3 separate regions of the Mus musculus genome follow, and regions 1 and 2 are each linked to region 3. Evidence: chromatin contacts called from public Hi-C and HiChIP or PLAC-seq data. All regions are on one chromosome and are shown on one strand. The core of a region is the stretch at or near the end of the contact, and the rest is flanking DNA. Distances in the headings are between cores, read along the strand shown. Region 1 has its middle 6.4 kb from the start of Gm51462. Region 2 has its middle 34 kb from the start of Gm34079. Region 3 overlaps Lrrc28 (leucine rich repeat containing 28).

Region 1 (2,845 bases), core at 334-2,833, 190 kb before region 3:
CTGCCCCATCCAGGTGCTCCAGTGGGCATCTCTGGTTCCTCTGAGTGTGTCTTTCCTTGAGTTCCTGATTTAGTTTTAGTTCTCCAATTGGCTGATACTGACCCTTCACATTTGAATGTGAGTGGTTCTAGGGATTACCTGAGCTCTCTCGCCACTCTGAGGAGGTGAGAACGAGGGTGGCCAAGGCAACTATTAATGTGGAAACCTCAAGAAAGGGAATCTGAGGACATGGACCAAACCTACTGGGATGACTTTATCCTTGGAAGACAGGCCGCCTCTCTCTTCTGTTCTCTCCTAGCTGTTTGTCCTTGATCTGGTAGCTACATTCCTGCCTTTGATGTAGTTGTGTAGTGAAGCATCCTCCCTGTTCATCTATGAGTTTCTTTTGTGTTGTGTTTATGATTTATTCAACTTGATGTAGGGTGATTGTGTCCAGTAAAAGACCCACAGCTAGTGTGCCATGAAGGGACAAACAGAAACATCCCATTATCTGGAATTGAGGCTCTAAAAGTATATGCCTTACCCATTCCCCAAACCAGCGTCTACCTGGGGTGGGGGGTGTTTTCAACTGCTCTAGGCTAGAATACTTTCTTGGTTATGTGGCTGGTTTGGATTATTAAAATGACCTTTGAAAGAATTCACAGAGCAGGTCCTCTTCAGGGTTCAGAAGTGATCTGTTTGAATCGGAGTTTTCTCTTCCTGAGTTTAATTTTTCAGAACAAAGAGATTATGACAATGATACAGCCTCTGTGTTTCCTGTTGGCTTGTGACACTGTGGCCTCCTGAATATCTTGGCCTTTCCAAGTGGCATGGGCTGTGTCTGAGGCAATAACTGGTCACTGAGTGTGGAGCGTTTGGAATCCTGGGAAATGAATGTTGTGAGGTGACTTGCCTGTTGACATTCGTGTTCCAGGGCAGGGTGTCATTTCCAGTTGAATGTTTTGAGCCTTTACCTAGCCCTCAGTTTGGCCCCGTTTGTGTGTTAAGTGCAACAGATATATCTTCGAATGGCCCCTGTCAACCACCCAAACTGATGTGACTTTTGTTTCTACTCAAAGGAAGTCTGTGGTATCGGCAAACAGGGTAACAGGAGACACAGACAGGCTTGAGATTTAGAAAAGGACAGGAAGGGCCACCCAGCCAGGCTGACCGGAGCAACTCCAAGGCAGGAAACGGAAGCATGGTATGTGGAAATACTTCCTTTTCTTCCTGTCTTGTGTCTGCTTTGATATCTGGTGGCTGGCTCTCCCTGACCCCCACCCCACACAGTAAGAATTGCTTCCTTGGGGGTAATGGCTTTTGAAAGGTCTCTATGTGGAGTAACAGGGTGCTGCCTTCACCACCCATGGGGGCTTTTCCCCTTCACCAGCCTTTGCTCTCCCTACCTTTCTTTCCTCGTGCAAGGGATGGCAGGTTGTCCCTGGCAGTCACACCCAAACATTGAGTTCTTTCTTTGCTCGTGTAAGCCTAGTATGACAGAAGCCAGTTTGTGTCACTTTACCTCTGAGAAAATGGGAGGGGGGAATGGGTGGAGCAGTCCATCACTAAGCAGCCTGTTGTCAGGTAGTGGCACCCACTGGTCACAGTGGCACTTCCTTCTGTTTCTTCATCTCTCTCAGCAGCACTAGGGGCAGGGCTCCTTTCTCTGACTCACTCCAGACCTCTCAAAAGGCTCTTTCCTTGCACTTCCCTTGACCCAGGTCACTCCTACATGCTTCCTCCTTGTTACCAAATCTCTGTGGCTCCATAGTGTCCCACTTGCCATGTGGTTTGGATCTTTGGGTGGAGCATCTTGGAGACAACCAGAGAACCTTCTTAGCAACCTAACCCTGGATGTCTTATGGAAAAGAGATTCGTTTTCATTTCTCAGCATCTGAACCTTGCTCTTGGCTTAGAGAACCTTCACTGCTGCCACAACCACAGAAGGGCTGGGGCTGGGGCTGGGGCTGGGGCTGGGGCTGGGGCTGGCACTGGTGATGTGTGGCAATCATTGTGTAGAGTAAAAGCAGCCATCCAAAGGTGGTGTGTCCAGCAACATCTCCTCCTCCCTGGGTGCCTTGCCACTGGGCTCAGATGTCACAACTGACTCAGGAAGAAAGGGATGGTAGTCATCACAGGGTTAGTGGCAGCTGCTGAGCACAGCTCTTGAGACAGAAGAAGTAAGAGCATTGAGTGTAAGTGCTGAGGTTAGGCCATCTCTGTGCTGTGGTTTGATTCCATGCTTCCCAAAGATCAGCTTTGTGCCTGTGCTGTAGACCTCTGTGTGGTTCTCTTAGCTACCTGGTATCCTTTTGAAAGATCCCCTCTTCCCCAATTTAGTCCAAATTGGTGTCTGTTGGTTGCTTTTCTGTCTCCTGCCTCAAAGCTCATCACAGCTCCTTCTCTTCATCCTATTTTCTTTGTGGAACTCCAAGCATCTTCTACACAAGAAAAGGGAGAGAAATCCATCTGAATTTCCAAAGGGGCTATATAAACTATGTAGCACTGATAATAGCTATTAGTAACCCAAGGTTTTGACTTCTTAAACAAATAAGTGAACAGAAAGGTACAGGGCACAAATGTCCCTTGGAGACACCCATGCACACCCTAGTGCCACAGTGGAGATAGCTGAGAACCTAGCAGATGACCCTGGTTGGTCTCTTCGAGCCCCCACCAACCCAGGGTGGCACAGCCAATGTTTCTATAGCACCCAGGGAGCATAGATGTGTTGGGGAGCCTTGATAATAGAGTGAGAAGTCATAGAGGCAGCTGCTTCAACCTGACTACCTAGGGATCACAGACAAAGGTGTAGGACAGTGGGTGTCCATGTTCTAGAGCCTATGAGCATTGAGGATCTTTGTCACAG
Region 2 (2,708 bases), core at 168-2,667, 130 kb before region 3:
GGGGGAGGGGTGGGGGAGGGGTGGGGGAGGGGAGGCTTTGCCATTTTCTCATAGGCCTGAGGTTAGTGTCCTTGCCATGACAGTGCCCATGTCAATAGCCCATACCCACTCAGGCACTCACACGCATGGCTTCCTCCACCCTCCACAGGAGCCTGAGTATGAAGAGGAGGGGATGAGAGGAAGGACTCAAACCAGAGAAGCCAAGGACGCAGAGGGGAGAGGTGGCTGTAGGTAACTGTATTCACAACTCGAAACTGATCATCAGCCGAGCTCTACCAGAGAGAAGTCTGGGAACAGAGACCCCAAACAGCCCGTGAGGGCAGGGGTGGGAGTCCCCAGTGGCTGCATGCAGGAGGGGGATCTGTGGAGTTCTGCATGGCTGCTGATCCAGGGCACCAGTGCCATGGAGCCCACCCTGGAAAGGAAAAAGTCCGTGGAGACCTGGGAGGAATGCATTGTCATCAGCAGACCGATGTGCCACGCTCGTTACTGAATCATTGGGGTGACTCCAAGTTTTAAAATACAATTTCTAGGTGCATGCCATCTTCTACGTGGGGAGCAGCAGGTGCTACAACTGGAGAGTCTCCTACACCATCTCCTCTGACTACCCCATTTTGGATGTACTCAGGGATCTTCTTTCCAGGGCAAACCAGTCAGAGTACCCTCCCCCCCACTTAGACTACACTCGTAAGCCTCCATGTTGTTCTCTACCCTCAGCCCAGCCAGTCTGCTGCAGGATGGGACTCTATGCAACCTGTGCACTGTTCTCACCTCATCCGGCCACCTGAGATGTCCCCCTTGGAACAGCCCCAGGGATGCCTCTTGGTGCCTCTGCTATGTTCCTGGGCCTTCTGGCTTCACCTTCTGCTGAGGGCTCTCGCTTGAGAGAGCCCCTGGACTGCTTCAGCTGTGCTCACACCTTGGTTCACCGGTGTCTGCATTGATGGCTCGGGAGAGTTCTTGCCTCACCCGTTTCCAAATCACAGCAAAAAGGTTGAAAAGGAGGAGGCATGGAGGAGGAAGAGAAGGGGGAAGAAGAAGAGGAGGAAGGGGAGGAGGAGGGATGGAGGAGGAAGAGGGAGGAGAAAGAGGGGGGAGGAGGGATAGAGGAGGAAGGGGAGGGGGAGGAGGAGGAGGAAGCAGAGGCAGAGGAGGTAGCAGCTGTGCTGTGGGATAATGAAAAAGATGATTTCAAAACAGCTGGGTGATAATCACACCTCTGCTGCCATCCCAAGAGCCCCCATAGCCCATTTCCTCATGTGGAAATGGGGCTGGCTCCTGCACATCTGGAAGTGATTGAGAATCCAGTGACTACATCTCTGACTGCAGGTGCTTTTCCCGTGCTGGTGCTGGGACCAAAGGTTGCGCTCAGGCATCCGCTCTATTTCTGTGCTCTGTATCTCTGAGTATACAGTTACTGCTTAATCAATGCTGATGACCACGAGGCAAGGCTGTGGCCTGGCAAGGGCAGGCCAGCAGATTCTGCTGAGCCACACAAAGGCTGCACCAATGCAAAGGTGGAAGACCACAGAGAAGAGCAGAGGAGCAGCGTCCCCTGAGGACACTCACAGGGGAGTGGAGACTAGGAAGGGACCAGCAGAACCTACAAACAGCGCCATAGCCTTCTGCCAGCCACAGATGTAGCTGGACGGCGTGCTTGACCTGAAATGCCCAGCAGACAGCCTGGATCAGAAATTGGGCTGTAACCCAAGCCAATGCACGTACGGAGCCAGAGCTGTCGGCCAGCTCCCTGAGCCTGGTGGGGTTCTGTGGTGGGGCCTGCACATGTACAGGAGACAGGGCACGGTTGAGGAGCAGGCAGACGCCCGCATGCCCCAGCCTATCCTGGTATGTGAAGATGAAGACCTGGAAAGTGGTTCTGAGCATCTGCCCCCCACCCCCACCCCCGCACCCCGCTTCCACAACCCAGTCAGGATGATCTGAGAGGGCAGCCTTAAGGCTTACAGCATTCACCCCAGACCTGGCAACTTCCTTCCCAGCCCCAGGGTGGGATCAGTTGCATGGTCCCTGCCCAAGAAGAGTGACCACCATCTCTTCTAAATTGGCTAAGGCAGACTCAGGCTGGAGCCCAGATCCTCATGCCAAGTTGGCATTTGGCCCGAGCTACAAAACCCAAGCTCACTGCTGGCAGGAGGGCAGGGCTGAAGCATTCTGGGCACAGATGGGCCAGGAGAGCTTCTGCCCTTCACACCACCCCTGCCATCCACCCAAGGCCCCGTGGAGAGTATCCGATACTCGGGAGGGTCTCTGCTTTCTATCAGATGCTTGAGGCTCGAGCAAAGTGATCCTGAAACAATGTCAGATCTGAGGACAGCCCCTCCCGCTCTCCCAGTGAATCTTGCCAAGCCTGATCACAACACAGCAGACATCGAGAGGGAAAGGTCAGGCGGCCGGACCTCCTGAAGCTGGGAGCAGGTGGCCTCTGGAGCCAGAGGGCCAAGTGGCTCAGCTCACAGGAACAGGTAGGTAGCAGTGACTCTGAGGATCGTAGGTCCTGGCTGCTGGCCCTGAGCAGACAAGTGTGGTCCCCCACTGTTGTGGCTGGGACACTTCAGGTCAGTGCCTTGGCCTATATCCTCGCAGGCCTGATTTGTGTGTCAGTGCAAACGGAGACAGCTATTTTCCATTAGACGCCGTGATTGGGTTTCTCTTATCCAGCTTTGTCCACTCTTCTGTCACATCAAGGA
Region 3 (2,700 bases), core at 188-2,687:
TCCCTCAAAAAAAAGACATCTGAGGAACAAGTTACAAAGTGGTCCTCTGCTACCCTCTTCCCACACACTCCCTCCCCACAACACCCCCCCATAAGAATTTTAAAGAATCTATTATTTTATATGTAACTAAATTCTTAGTTAATTGCACCAAGTACTTAGTTTACTATTTCCCAACAGCAGTTTGTCTAGTAATTTTCCTGGCCATTTATTGTCTTATTAGATGTCTCCATTTAATCTGTCTTAGCTGGACTTACATTTTAAAGCAAATAAATTGAAAGTCCTTTAAATTAAAATTCCCTAACTTACCAACCAAAATAGGTTTAAGGAGCTAGAGATAGAAAGACAGGGTCCGGGGCTCATCAAATTTTTATAAAGCAAAATATAAATGACACTGTTTTCAAACTAAGAATTATAAGTATGCTTACCTTCTGGAACCACAACTATGTTATTTGAGTGAAGGTACCTGTGACAAAAGGAGGGGAAAGTTGCTGTCATTATTCAGTATTTTGTCAGATAACCAGCTAATACAAGCTCTGTTTGAAAACTTATCAAATATAAGCAAAACTTCCAAAACACACAGACATAACAACAGCTAATGCTTTGAGAGTAATATGCTAAATAACAAATATTAAATATATCTTCTGATTTAGTCATTTTAAAATCATTAATATAAAAAAATCATAAGGTATTTAACCTCATTAAAAAATTTCTAGTTCCATAGGCTGGAGAGACGGCTCAGAGGTTACTCCAGATTCCCGTTCAATTCTCAGCAACACCATGTGATATTTTATAACCACCTTCAGTTAGATGTAAGGCCCTCTTTTGGTGTGCAAGCATACATGTAGGCAGAACACACTATATATAGTAAATAAATAAATCTTTTTTAAAATTACTAGTACATCTAGTTCATTAAATTATTTAGGTTTTCAGAAATATATTTACTGTGTAAAGAAAAATCAATACCTATTGTGTAAAAGGAAAGATCAGTTTTAGTTTCTAAACAGTAAAAGTGGACTGAAGACAATTCTAACTGGCTCAGCTAGCCATTAAGAGAGAGCACTTGTTCTTACAGGGTCCCAGCACCCACTTGGTGCCTCCTAACCGTCTATAATTCCAATTCCAGAAAACAAGCACCCTTTTCTTCACTACACAGGCCCTAGGTGTGCATATGGCACGTACATACTTGCAGGGAAAATACCCAAACAAAATAATCTTTAAAACAAAACAAACAGAAAACTCTTAAAGATGTCTCTAGTTGGCATGCTTACTGTAACCCAAGAATAGAGATTAGATGTTCACTAACGTCTCCGCAGAAATACTCAGATGCCAAGACACAGAAATCTGACTTCTCAGCAGCAGAAGTCTTCTTTAAAAAGACCTACAAGTCCAGGCTTGTCTAAGTCATCAACACTTTCCCACTGAAGCATCTTTGGCACACTCTGGTGGGGACTCCAGGTACCATCTGAAACTATATATATTCAGAGCTACATGCCATGACTGCCAGAGATCGTACAGTAAAAATAAAATCAGTAATAAAACTGATTTTCTTGTGAGGTAGGACAACTCGATTTTAGAACACTTGATTTCAAACCAGCCAATTTATTGTAGGTAAAAAAATAAATCCCCAAAGTATTTTAAAATATAACTTAGAAATTTTCTTTCATGTTTTGACTATCTTTAGTGAGTGCTAAAATGTCAGTAAGAACAGAATTATAAAAGCAGAAAAATTGTGAAGGCTTTTTTTATGCCGAATTAAACCAGTGCTGTACAGAATGTTAACCTGTGGGTTCTGAAATCAGCTAAGACCAGACACACTCAGATGTGAGATTTTTTTCTTCCAGGAAATACCTAAGGGCTTTTCACTAATGACTCTAAGGTTTGAAACCAGCTTTTCAAAAGATACTATGAAGAGAAGCGACCAGGCTGTCTGACAAGATCACATCCTCAGGAGAAGACAAGGAAAGCTGAGGAGAAACAAGCACCCCTGCCATGCCACTTGGCCACCAAGCATTCCCTCTCCTTCCTTCCATGTTCCATCACCACTGGCTGACAGAGGAGAGACCTGAGCCTAGAGTGTCTGCTCTTCTTGACAGTCAATCAAGCAACAAAGCCTTTTCTTTTGGCAAAAGCTGCAGTCATAGGACTGGCTTCTGTGTTTGCCAGGAAGTAAGCCTTCACTTGATAACTATGTGACACAATTTAACCAAGTGTGCACTCTAAAACTCATTCTTCACTCTGTGTATATGAATTGATTACACATTTTGAACTCAATACTTTGGAAACATTCTTTTTTTTTGGTTTTTCGAGACAGGGTTTCTCTGTATAGCCCTGGCTGTCCTGGAACTCACTTTGTAGACCAGGCTGGCCTCGAGCTCAGAAATCCGCCTGCCTCTGCCTCCCGAGTGCTGGGATTAAAGGCGTATGCCACCATGCCCAGCTCCTTTGGAAACATTCTTGTTCAAGGTCATTTGTGCCAAAAAACTGTAAATCAATGTGCAGGTACACTCACTACAGTATGTAAATATGAACAGATGCCATCACATAAAAATCACAAAAAAAAAAGAGTACCCATTATTATGACTGAAACTTAACAACACATTTTAATACACTAATGTGTCTATATTAAAATAAAGATGCTATATACCACTAGAGTGTTCCTGATCCTAACTACACATTGGAACTATCAGGGTCTCCAAAAGA

The links. A called contact is a pair of places that touch in the nucleus more often than the background predicts. HiChIP or PLAC-seq counts read pairs in DNA pulled down with a chosen protein or histone mark.
Region 1: a contact with region 3 is called in a Hi-C map of the Ba/F3 cell line, with 3 times the contacts expected there. The contact joins two enhancer-like sites. A contact is called at or near these places in 5 of 484 Hi-C or Micro-C datasets (the Ba/F3 cell line, the C2C12 cell line, nephron progenitors and 1 more) and 2 of 115 datasets of contacts at active chromatin or transcription factors (CD8 T cells and microglia).
Region 2: a contact with region 3 is called in an H3K27ac HiChIP or PLAC-seq map of heart atrium, with 6 read pairs. The contact joins two enhancer-like sites. A contact is called at or near these places in 2 of 484 Hi-C or Micro-C datasets (Sertoli cells and embryonic stem cells) and 2 of 115 datasets of contacts at active chromatin or transcription factors (heart atrium and microglia).

What each region holds. Positions count from the first base shown.
Region 1 is chr7:67,424,183-67,427,027 of GRCm38.p6, forward strand. No RefSeq gene overlaps it. Among named protein-coding and RNA genes, the nearest start is that of Gm51462, 6.4 kb to the left of the region's middle. Within about 2 kb of position 1,584, at least 61 of the 459 cell types and tissues checked have an H3K27ac peak or open chromatin away from gene starts, as enhancers often do. A contact at or near this core is called in the Ba/F3 cell line, where this site is marked.
Region 2 is chr7:67,485,849-67,488,556 of GRCm38.p6, forward strand. No RefSeq gene overlaps it. Among named protein-coding and RNA genes, the nearest start is that of Gm34079, 34 kb to the right of the region's middle. Within about 2 kb of position 1,418, at least 38 of the 459 cell types and tissues checked have an H3K27ac peak or open chromatin away from gene starts, as enhancers often do. A contact at or near this core is called in heart atrium, where this site is marked.
Region 3 is chr7:67,618,649-67,621,348 of GRCm38.p6, forward strand. Lrrc28 (leucine rich repeat containing 28) reads right to left here. Exons shown (of 10, transcript NM_175124.5): 4 at 426-463. Among named protein-coding and RNA genes, the nearest start is that of Lrrc28, 25 kb to the right of the region's middle. Within about 2 kb of position 1,438, at least 37 of the 459 cell types and tissues checked have an H3K27ac peak or open chromatin away from gene starts, as enhancers often do. A contact at or near this core is called in the Ba/F3 cell line and heart atrium, where this site is marked.